2 separate regions of the Sus scrofa genome follow, and region 2 is linked to region 1. A link is a contact called in public Hi-C data. All regions are on one chromosome and are shown on one strand. Each heading gives the region's core, a stretch centred on a gene start, on an enhancer-like site or on the middle of the called end of the contact. The rest is flanking DNA. Distances are from core to core; before and after follow the strand shown. Region 1 has its middle 240 kb from the start of GATA3. Region 2 holds the start of GATA3 (GATA binding protein 3).

What was found. Hi-C and Micro-C count contacts between places; a contact is called where the count stands out from the background.
Region 2: a contact with region 1 is called in a Hi-C map of embryonic fibroblasts, with 2.3 times the contacts expected there. The contact joins the promoter of GATA3 here to the enhancer-like site in region 1. A contact is called at or near these places in 5 of 47 Hi-C or Micro-C datasets (embryonic fibroblasts, epiblast stem cells, heart right ventricle and 2 more) and 1 of 2 datasets of contacts at active chromatin or transcription factors (skeletal muscle).

What each region holds. Positions count from the first base shown.
Region 1 is chr10:63,147,731-63,153,685 of Sscrofa11.1, reverse strand. No RefSeq gene overlaps it. Among named protein-coding and RNA genes, the nearest start is that of GATA3, 240 kb to the left of the region's middle. Within about 2 kb of position 3,660, at least 14 of the 83 cell types and tissues checked have an H3K27ac peak or open chromatin away from gene starts, as enhancers often do. A contact at or near this core is called in embryonic fibroblasts and retroperitoneal adipose tissue, where this site is marked.
Region 2 is chr10:63,385,314-63,391,255 of Sscrofa11.1, reverse strand. GATA3 (GATA binding protein 3) reads left to right here and starts at 3,293. Exons shown (of 5, transcript NM_001044567.1): 1 at 3,293-3,666. The coding sequence starts at 3,426.

The sequences.
Region 1 (5,955 bases), core at 2,411-4,910:
AAAACATTACAAGCAGACAAACAGCACACGGGCCTTCTTTCCCCTTTGTCTCTTTGCAGATTGGCTCCCCTGGTCTGTGTGGACAGTCTATGAGCATAGCTGTGTTGACTGGTCCATGGACTCCATCCAATTCACTTGCATGTGATAGCCAGATTTGGACTTCACTCCCTCCTCAATTCTTGGGTATTTACCTGTCCTCGATGCCCTGACTTAGGGACTTAAAAGAGCCATTGACATGTAGAAAGAAGCACACAACCATGTGTTTACCTGTGATCCAGTAAGTGGAGGACTCCATGTGATAATTTTCAGTCTGAGTTGAACTCACAGACATGGGTACCCCAAAGCCAGTGCATATTTCCATTTCACAGACAATGAAATCAGCTCAGAGAGATTGAGAGACTTGCCCAAAGTCGTACAGCAAAGCCAAGCCAGAGCCTACTTCCCTGATTAGTAAGTCTGCCTCTCCTTTACTTTATTTTACCTTTGTATTCTCTTCTGATTAGTCTAAACTCTTAATATAAAACGATTTAGAAGGAAGAATTTTATTTATTTGAATTTAAATCCTTAACTGCAATAACTAGATAAGCAAGACTACGGACAAATGATACCAGATATACACCAGTTTATTTATATATGACTATCATTTCTATATGGATACATTATGAACCATTTCTATGTTTATATTATTTATACACTAGTTTTCCCCAACATTATCTTAGAAGTAAACATACCTTTAATATTTTAAGAAAAATGTCTCAGATATTAACTCTTCATGAATTTGATATTGGTGGCCGACTTTTGTTGTCTTTTCCAAAATGTTTTTTCTTTATTTCCCCAATCAGAATGACATTTTTACCAGTGTATATGGATACCCAGTCTAAAGACTATATTTTCCAGCTTTCTTTGCATCTTGGTGTGGCTGTATGTGTAAGTTCTAGCTAGTGAGCCCTGACAGGAAGTGTCAGAGACCCGGCTTCTCCTTCCTCATTTTTTTTTGGTTGAGATGTGGAGATAAAGGCTGGTGCTTGGCAACTCTTTTAGACCATTTGGCAGCATGCTAAAGATGGGTAGAGTAGCAAGATAAGGAGGTGTTTAAGACAATGTTGATTGTGAAATCGCTGTATATGACTTGGTCTGCCTACTTCCAGGCTTATTCCTAGCTTCACATTTTATGACCTGTTAAAACCACTGTTATTTGTTAATCCATGACAGGCAGCTTCACCAGATCTAAGTGATATGATATGCTGTATGATTTTAGAATCATTGGCTTAGATGTTATCCGAGAGGTCCTGAATAGACCTTTCTACATGTGGGGAAGGCGAGCACTTGACCTCACCAAAGAAGGTGGTATCTAGACTTTATGCCTTTTGGAAAATTCCCCCTGAATTATGATGGGCTTCAGTGAACAAGCAGAAGCCAAGATGCTTTAAATAACCTATGGAAGGCATTCTAATTTGCTTTCATTTTATTTCCCAAAGAAAGTATCCTTTAGAGGAAACAAAAATTATGCTCTGGTCCTTGGCTCCTCTTTGGGATTCTCAAATAAGCCTGAGACTCTAACTATGGAGAGTGAATGCGAGCATCTTCATTCTCTTATAATATAACTGATGAATAATATGGTTACAGTAACTTAACACACAGCTGATACCTGTATGTAAATAACAACCGGTTAAAGTGACATTAAAATGTTTATGTTCTTGATGGAAGATAAGAAAGGGAACATGTACATATGTAGGACTGGGTCGCTTTGCTGTACAGTGGAAATTGGCACAGTATTATAAAGCGACTCTGCTTTACTTAGAAAAAAAAAAACAAATAAAATGAACGATGAGGAAAAAAATTTTTTTTTAGTTCTGACCAAATCCACATCTCAATTATTTCTAACTTCACATTTGGTTTCTTCACATCATCAGTTCTTGAAAAATTGCCAGAGGAAGTGAAAACCAAGGGGGTTCCTCACCAACACTTGGCTTCCAAGCCTTAGAAATTTTACAAACCAACATCAACTCTCAAAAATACTGCCATTTAACTCTAACTTTGGAATTTGCTGTGGGAAAATACTTTGGTTGCATCCATGAAATCACCTTAATTGTGCTGCACTGAGGCAATGAAAGTGGCTGTGATGCAACCAGGGTATTAGAATTTCTGTGGTTCTTGTGCAAGATGAGGGCATCTTGTAGCCTCTGTATCTGTCAGGCAGAGCCTGGGGCAGTGAGCGATCCTGAAAGGAAACATCAAAGGAGCACGAATAATCCCAAGGGTGGAACTGTGCATTCCTGCAGGTCCCGCGGACCTCCTGCTGCCGTCTCGCTTCTCAGGCGGTAGGGTGGTGGTCATGGCCCCGTCTGCTTCTTTTCTACGTGAGCTTCTAAGCAAATTGCACCTCGCTAGATGGGTGACTTTGTCTTCTACATCTGTTTTATGAATTATTTAGAAGCCTGTGAACTCTTAAGTTGCTGGCCGACCAGATCAATTAAATCTTTTCTCCAAAGGACTTATTCCCAGACTCTTTGTGGAGACTGCGTGGATGAGAACTGTCCAGTCGTGTGGCCCTTGGAAAGAAGGAAAATGAGATCTGGCATTTGCTTGTTACCTTTTCATGTTGCGTCTATAAGCTCCGGCTTTTGGTAGAGCTCATTCTAGAAAGACATTAAGCCCGGAACCGACATCAAAACTCACTTCCTCCCTCAGACTGATTTGAGTAGTTTTCATTTGATTGACCTGAAGAGTCAAGATAAAAAACAAACACAAAACCCAAAAAACCACACTTCCTTTCCTGGCTTACCCAAATGGAAAACAATACGATGTTCTGGAAAAATGTCGTGACATCGGATGCATACTTTGACGCTCAAGCCTTTGGATGGAAGGCCGGAGAATGAAGGAAAAAGGCTCTGAATGCTTTAATAGTTTCCGACTTTTTTCCCAAGTGGGGAGGAATCTCTGGTAAAGGTGCATTGGTTGGCAGCAGTCTATTATCTTAACACAGTGTCATGTTCTACTTTCAGAGGCTGCGCTGTTAGTCATCACAGAGAAGAAATTCATGTATCAGGAGTGTTCGTTTCCCAACAACTGAGTCTGCATCACTGACCCACCACACCCTCAAATTAACCATTCGAGGTCGGTGGAGTAAAGCATTTCACCTGTTGCACACCTGGCCAGCAAGGTCCTTGGTGCCCTTGATAACTGCCCCTCCTCATTCTTCCAAGTCCTTTCTTGACTATTTACAACCGTCAAACTAACTGGGTTCAAGGGCTATAAAGATGGACAAGGATGGCATTCTTCTTTCTGCTGGGAGAGATCTGGCTTCCAGCTTTCCTGGGTCTACTCGATTTAACCATCAGATACATTCAGTGGGGTGGCCAGCTGGAGGCGGTGGTGCTAAGAGGTACCCTGGAATACAAAGGCCCCACCAGGCACTCATGAGTCCTGAACATCTGTGACTGCTTCGGCGAAATCCCATTTATTCCCTTGGAAGCATGGCAAGGACTGCTCTTTTTGCCCTTGTCTCCATCATCAAAAGGCAGCCTTGTAATGTGCTTGTGATCAGGCCGCAAGGGTCAGACCCGTGATTGCAGCTGGGAGGGAGGTGTGGGTCTGGCGGTGGGCGCCGCCTCAGCTGCTCTTACGTGGAGCGGGTCGGGAGGCTGGCAGCCAGGCGCCGGGGCGGTTTCTATGCGGTTGCTAGGGATGCTGCCTTAAATATCCCTGAAGCTCTGTGATCCAAATGGAGAAAAACTGACATTCTGACTTCCCATCTGAGAGTGGAATACGTGATTCACAGCCCTTCTGCCGCATTCATCAAGCCTTGTTTACATGGAAAGAAGCCAGAACAGCCAGAGCCAAGAGCTGCATTCGGAAAGCCAAGTAATGACGTCATCCGGGCAAAGCAGCCCCGGTAAACCACTTAGCTGGCTTAGGTGCCTAGTATTTAGCTGTGGAGCAAATCCCAGCTAAGTGTCGGAGGAACACCAGGGCGTTTGGCCCTGTTCTTGGGATTTACATGGTTGTATTACGGTTTGTTTATCAAATAGTGTAACACCATCGTTTGCTATTATCTAAGTGAGAAACAGCCCGCTCTGCCGGTGAGATGGCAATAAGAGACTTCCATCGCCCTTGCAGGGAGCAGGTGCAAACCGATGCATACACGCACGCACTCCAAACATGAAGGAGAAATACTATTTGTCCTGGTATAACACGATGCTCTATTAGTTATTTCAATCATATTCCTTTTTTGGGGATTTGTGTTCACAGCCACACATCGTTGGTCCCAAGATGGAATTATTCTTACCCCTAGAGAATTGCCGAGGAAAACTTTGGTTTTGGATGGATTGATGTGTTCCTTTCCCCTGGGGTGCTCCAGCCCGATTATTATTAGGAACCCATTTTTAGCTGAGCCTCTGGAACCTAAAATTTGTCCTTAGGGTAATGTAAGGTCCTGCTGCATGTCCAGTGTTGAGCTGAGTTAGGGATTAAGGCCGAGGTGGTGGATGCAGTGGACATGCTTCTTGTCTGCACGAAGTTTGGTTAAGTCAATCAGTCAACAAGGTTGATTTTCTCTGAGAATCACAGTGGAATCTGGCCATTCTTGTGTAATCCTATGAATGCCTGAATTACAGGCATGGTTTTTTGATTTTTTTTTTTTTTTTTTTTTTTTTGGAGACTCCTGAACTACCTCTTCTGGAGGGAAATCAAACACTTCCAAGTTAGAGTTTTGTCCAGTTCCAAAAGATTCATAAAATCCTCAAAATGAGAGCTTTTTTTTTTTTTTTTAAAAAAAAGTAAATACCACCAAACAAACAAACGAACAACCCCCAAAGGGTCAAGTAAATCTAGAGACTGACAAATAGCCCTTGAATAATTACAGTTAATTTTATTCTATTTTGTATACAAAGAGGTAGGATCTTTTTTTATAAAATGAGACCAGGGTGGATTTGAACTTCTTATTGAGCCAGTCCCTTTATCCAAAGGAGAAATTGTGCTGTTATGATCAGTGGAGTGATGTTTAGCCATTTCCTCCCGGTGCCGTTGGGGCTACACGTGGGTCATCAGAGGAGTAAGGACTTAAATAAAACAGTGAAATCATCTGCAAAGAATAACAGGAGTACAAGGGCCTTTGTGGGATCCATTCTTGGAGAAAAGTTTGCTTTCTGGGTTAGACAAACGACAAGGCAGTGGCAGCAGGCTTGAAATAACCTGACTCCTTGGAAGCCGAGATTCTACTTTCTGATAGGAACTGACACAGCACTTAATCTTCGGAGGCAGAAAAAATGGAGTTTTGTGCAATTTAGGAGACTTTCTGAAATGTTCTTTAAAACGAAGACCCTCTCTGCTTTGGCTTTTAGATGTCAAGCCATGGTTGGTTTGTGCTCTGGTTTGTTTTTCCCAGATGCGCATTCAATCTGGGCTTTTTTCCTGAAATGTATTATGAAATTTCAGAGTATTTCACAGTTATCTACCCAACTCTCTAGTTACATTGCGTGGGAAGTTAGCCCTACCGTGTGAGCAAGAAGAGCAGGCAATTGCCTTACATCTTGAAAATGGGTTTGGCGGTGACCTCCCCAAGAGGTGTCTGGCACGCTGGTAAAGGGAAAGTTATGGTCAGTTCAAGGTTTCATGACAAGACACCTGCTCATCGATACTGTACCATTTTACGAAAGTATTTTCCTTGTTGCCTTCTCTTGTCAGAGAATATCACTTGTGCACCAGGCTAGGTTAAGAAAAGTCAGTAGCCTGTGGTTGTTAACCACTCAAGCCTCAAACACTTTTTTTGTTTCAAGGAGTATAGACTACATTCTTCCTTTATTAACCTTAAACTGAGTCTATGTTCCCCAAACTCAAGTGGCATTTGATATTTAGCCACAAAAAATAACCAATGAAGATGACAAAACCATTAACAATTAGTTCGCAAAGAGAAACTTTTGGGGTGTGTGCCTGCATAAAATGAAAGAGAATGTT
Region 2 (5,942 bases), core at 2,044-4,543, 240 kb before region 1:
TTCCAAGGGTTGGGAGTGGCTCTCCAGTCCAGTGCAGCCCGACTTGATGCCTGTGATTTAATTAAAATGAATAACGCCTCCCCCCCTCAAGTTCTCCGCGTTATCGGAGAGGCGCTGCTACACCGGAAGGCCTCTTTCTCACTGATATTTTCTTTGTCTTTTCGAATCGGCCTTAGCCTCAGAAGTTAACATTTTTCAAGTCCTGGCGTCAGCAGCTTCTCTCTCCGAGGATAGGTCCCTTTTATTTCCCAGGCTTCCAGGTCTCCGCGCGGCGTAGAGGACCAAAGAGCTACGTCTGGGGATTTTCCGCGTGGCTTTGAACTGCGGTCGGGCCAGCATCGCCAGGTCCTGGAGCCACGGGCAAAGACGCACTTTTCACCCCCACCCCGCCCCCGCTGCCATCCTTAACCTTAAACTGGGAACTTGTAGCAAAAATGTGTATGCGTTCATCTGTCCTTGTTTATGGAGCGGTTTCCGGTGGATGTTAGACAGAAACTAAATAATTAAAAGGTTTGGAGAGCGCTGTGAGCAGGAGAGGCTGGCAGCTCCATTGGCCCTAGAGAGACGTGGTCAGAATGAAGGAAAATCAATGCTCTTTTACTGGGCCGCCCTAATAAACGGGGACTAAATGGGCTCAGGAGAAACAGTGGGGAGGGGTGGTTAATTTAAGGATTTTCTTCATGCTCCGCATCTAGAAACTCAGCCCCGATTTCCGACAAACATCGGTTGTAAGAAGACGGAGACTGAAGAGAAGCTCCAATTCCAAGTCGGGAGGACCTCCACGTTTCCACGAATTGCAAATGAAGTTGACTAGTCTTTCTGCAAGCATTGTGTATTTAAGCAGGACATCCCCGGAAAACCAAGCTAAGGCTGACTATTGTTTTTCCTTCTCCGCCCAAAAGGAATCCTCCAGAACTTACTTTTAGGTACGGTCCCGTCTATGTCGATTTTTTGTTTGTTTTGTATTTGTAGGGAATTTTATGGAATATAGACGCGAAGAGGGAATAATGTCTTCAATTACGATCACCCCAATCAAGCTCTTAGCACCGTCCGTGAGAAAGCCTGCGGGAGAACCCACACTCTCTCCTCGCACACATGGCTCTGGGGTGAGCCGCGCGTGGAACCTGAGTCTTCTCTTCCCGCCTGACCCTTGCACACCCTGGCCGCGTTTTGGGCCCGGGCGGCTGCAGGAGCCAGAGCGCCGCTAGGGGATGCAGTGGCTCAAAGCACAGAGAGAGGCCGGGGAGGTTGGAGCCCGCTGGGCCGGCCAATCGCCGCCCGGCCGCAGCCTTGCGCGCTGATTGGCCCCTTCTCGGCCCCGCCCCGTATGCCCCGCCCCCTCCTCGGAGCGTCTCAGAGCCCAGCTCCCTCCGCCGGGGGCTGCCCAGCCGGACTCAGCGAGTCCCGCGGGCTGCGGGGCCCCGGGGAGGTTGCTGCTGTCCTGCCCCGCGGCTGGGGTGGGGGGTCGGAGGAGGAGGAGGGGGCTGGGGAAAAACGCCGGGAGCCAAAGTAGGGCGCCGGGCGGGGAGTAGGGAAAAAGTTGGGTAACCGGAGTGAAGACCCGAGTGCTTTCTCTCCGGCCACTCTCCCTGTTCCTGGGGAGCCGGAGTCGCCCCCTCTCCTTTTCATCCTTCACTGTTGTCGCTCAAGTCAAAAGCACACATCGATTACAAATATTAGGTCTGGAAAGGACAGCTGCAACAGCTGAAACTTTCATCGAGAGGCTTCTAACGCGAGAGGTTGGGAGAATGTTGACCACGACCACCAAAGTAACGTGGACGTTTCAATCAAAGGCAGGCCCCGCCCCCCATTCCTCGCTCTCTTAAGCAATTCCCGAAAGAAGCACATCTCCGAGAACTTTGACGTTACATTTTTTCCCCCTGATCATTTTACGGATCCCAGAGACCCCACATCAATAAACCAGTCAATACCCAGGACTGAATACCGAAAAAATGTTTGCTCATTTAAAAAGTCAGAAAAAGAAAGGCTGCCTGTAGAAATAAACTTTATGAATGGGGCAGGCCGGTTTCCTCGGTACGGAATAATCTACCCAGCCGGATGAATTGGCAGGAGCGGGAGCCACATTTAAAGGGCCAGAGCGCGAATTCCCTCCTGCCCGCCCCCTCCACCTCAAACCCCGGGCCGCCTCGCCCACCCGCCCCGCTGCCCCTCCGCCCGAGCCGCCCTCTGCGGCGCCCCTTTCCGGTCAGTGGAGGGGCGGGGGGAGAGGCGGGGGTGCGCGGAGGGGGTGGTGGTGGTGAAGTCCTGAGCGGGTTTGGGTTGCAGTTTCCTTGTGCTTGTGATCCTGTCCCCTCCTCGCCAGCGCCAGGCTCCTCCCCCGTCGGCGCAGATGACACTAGAACCTCCTTAAGTTCCGTCGCGCCACAGCTGTCTGCGAACACTGAGCTGCCTGGCGCCGTCTTGATACTTTCAGAAAGAATGCATTCCCTGTAAAAAAAAAAAAAAAAAAAAAAAAAAAAAAAATACTGAGAGAGAGGGAGAGAGAGAGGGAGGAAAAGAGAGAGAGACGGAGAGAGCGCGAGACAGAGCGAGCCACGCAATCTGACCGAGCAGTTTCTGCTCGCCCAGGTCACACGCCTCCTTCTCCTCTCTGCTCCTCGCTACCCAGGTTGGTACTTGCGACTTTTTTTTTTTTAAAGTTTGATTTGTTTTCTCTCTCCATATGGAAGGACTTTAAAACATTAAAAAAAAAAAACCCCAAAAAACCCAACCTCAACTCTCCTCTTTTGGAGAGTTTCTAAGGGCTGGAAAGTAGGTCCAGGGACCTGGATCCCCGGAGGGAGGGAGCTGTCGTCCTAGTTGGAGCCGCTCACTCAGTCCCGGGCTCCCGGGAGAGCCGGGCAGCTGGGGATGTACTCGGGAGTCGCTCCCTCTCGGCGGTCTCCCGGTGCTCCTGGCTCCGGAGGAGGCGTGCGCGTGTGCGCGTGACCTGGGGGCGCGGGCGCGGGGCCGGGCGGCTCGAGGGTAGGTGGTGCCACTTCGTAAACTCAGGTGCTAAGTACTCAGGACCTCATCCAGGTCTCTCCTTTCCTTTGCAGGTGACCCAGGAGAGACTCAGTCTCGGAACGGCCGAGGAGCCTCACGCGCAGAATCCCAGCCAGCCCTCGCCTCCTTTTGCACTTCGGGCCCCTTTTATCCTTTCCTACCTATTTTTTTGGAATTTCTTTTTTCTCCGTCTTCTTCTCTTTGCTAAACTACCCCTCAAAGATTTTTTTTTTTTTGAAATCTCATTTGCTCACCTTTCTTCCTAGCTTTCCCATTCCCCCACTGAAAACAAATCCTTGAACGACCCCTGCTCCTCCGACGGCAGGAGCACCTGCAGAGCCGCGGAGCCCCCCGGACCGCCCTCCCTCTCCGCGCGCGGGTTCCGGGCCCGGCGAGAGGGCGCGAGCGCAGCCTGGGCCATGGAGGTGACGGCGGACCAGCCGCGTTGGGTGAGCCACCACCACCCCGCGGTCCTCAACGGGCAGCACCCGGACACGCACCACCCGGGCCTCGGCCACTCCTACATGGACCCGGCGCAGTACCCCTTGCCCGAGGAGGTGGATGTACTTTTTAACATCGACGGTCAAGGCAACCACGTCCCGTCCTACTACGGAAACTCGGTGAGGGCCACCGTGCAGAGGTACCCTCCGACCCACCACGGTGAGTTCGCCCCGGGTGCGGGGACCCCCGCCCAGCTGTCCCCGCTCTCCCAGGTCGGGAAGGCAGGGAGGGACCAGGGGGTGGGGAGACAGAAGCAGCCAAAGCCCCCAAGCGCCGTTTCTGCATCATTAAAAAATTTGGGGCCCGGAAATGGGCGAGGAAGGCGTCTCGATCGTCGCGAGAGTGTGTTTTTCAAAACAGCCGCAGCAGGCGGCTCTCCGCGCCTGCAGTCCCCGGGGGCCTGGCGCTCACCTGGCGGGCGCCGCGCTGCAGCCCTCTCTCCCGGCGCGGCCGCAGGTTTGGGGGCCTCCGAGGTCCCAGGCGCAGGGAGCCGAGCCTCTGCCTCCGCCGGCCACCGCTCCCCGGGCCGAGCATCCGGCGCCGGCCAAACCTGGCTCGGGCTGGGTTCTTTGAGGGGCTTCGCTTCCCCAGTTACCCCGTAGCTCTCTCTCGGGGGCTTCTGCCGGCGCGCCTGGGTGTGCTGCTCCGGCACATTTCCAGAAAGGCCAGAGAGACGCACTTAGTCGCAACCCGGTGTCCTGACCTTCCTCCAAAGCCAGAGCATTTGGTTTCTAGGCAGCTTTTCCACCTTGTGGCTCTAAGGAAAAGAAGTCTGGTGCTTGACGGGGGTTGGGGGGAAAGACCACCGTCTTAAGTTTGTGACACTGGGGTTCCCTGGATTCCCGGTTGCAGAGAATTCCCTGCGTCTCTGCTTTTCCGCGGCCTCATTGCTGTGCTCCGGCAACTCTCGCCCAGCTGTCCTCGGGCCTACCCCAGCGCCCCTGGGCTCCCCCCAAAGATTTAGGATCCATTAGGGTTTCTTTCTAGGCAGGAGGGATTCTAGTTGCCTTTTCTTTTCTTTCTTTTTTCCCTTTCTCTTTCTCGGTGAGAAGTTTGCAGTTCTGGAGTGGTAAAGAGAAACCTGGCCCTATGTAGTTGGGAGACAAGGTTTCCAGCTCCAAGTGTGTTTCCCTAGAAGACATAGCAACGTTTCAGGTGGAGGAAGTATGAGGGGCTCTCTGGCAGGTCTGCTCCAGTTCCCCTCCTTAGGTTCTCCGGGTTGGGGCCGATGACAGAGGCCCTCCGGCAGCAGGAGGTCTCCACCCTGCTGTCACCAGCTTTTAAACAATTGTTTCTGCAGATGGGGCGCTCTTTGCCCTTGTTCTGTGCACATCAGCAGTTAAGTGAAAATGCGGTAACTGCAGCCTTAATATTATTTACTACACCTACTTCCTGCATAATGTGAATCTTGACCCTTGGGGTTCAGAGAACTCCCCTTCCCCCTCGACTCCCCTCCCCTTCCTCTCTTAAGATTTTAGTTTCAGTATTGTTCTTAATGGTTAAATAGAATGTCAGATGCTGAGGCAGGTCCTGGATTAAAAGATCAATAAGTGCGTGCATTTGCACTTGCCGTTTAAACGTACCCTCTCAGAGCCTCTGGACCGGTCTGAGTTATGGCTGCCTTAAAACCCTGTGTTTCAAATGCAGGCTCAGATTCCTCTGGGTGTGAGCAAAGTAGACCCAGGCAGTGGAGTTTTGTGTCTCAGGGGCTCAGGTGAAAATTCACATATTGCGCTGGTGAAAATGCAACTGTGAGGGCCTACGGGCCTAGCTGACTTTTTTTTCAGTAGGATTTGGGAGGGTGGGAGAGGCAGACAAAGCTGCCACCCCAGGGTGCAGCCTTGGAAACCTTCTAAAACAGCCCGAGCAATCCATTTCCCTGCAAATCCCACTTCGGGCCTTGCCGATTATGAACTAGCCCTGAAGTTGGGTTACACGGAGGAACCCCAAATGGCCCTTGTCCTCTCCGCCATGTCCTCTTCTCCTGCAGGCACGGGGCTTGGTCAGCTGGGCGCTGCAGCTGGGTCTCTCCTGGGGTCCGCGTGTTTTCCTGCTTTTGAGCGGTGGCCGCGAGGCCAGCCTCACCCCTTCAGGCCTCATCTTTCACAGCGCATTCTCTTATCAGGCTGCCTGGGGTTAGGTCTGGGATGAGGGCCGCTGGGCCATTGAAGGAAACCAATAAATCAAGTCAGGTTCTAGAGAGACCTCAGGGGCTGGGATTTAGAAAGTGTATCTGGAGAGGCCGAGGAGGCCAGGGGCCTGACTCTGCTCCTTGGAGGCACCTCTTGGGTGTCAGACACAGGCTCTTCAAGCCCAGGATGTGATGGGAAGCCTGTGTGGGAGACAGGGGTGAAAAGTGCGGCCTGGTCCAGGGACTGCTGGGGCTGCCTGGGTGGGGGAGAGCCGGCCTGTCCGCCCAGCCCAGCCCAGGTCCC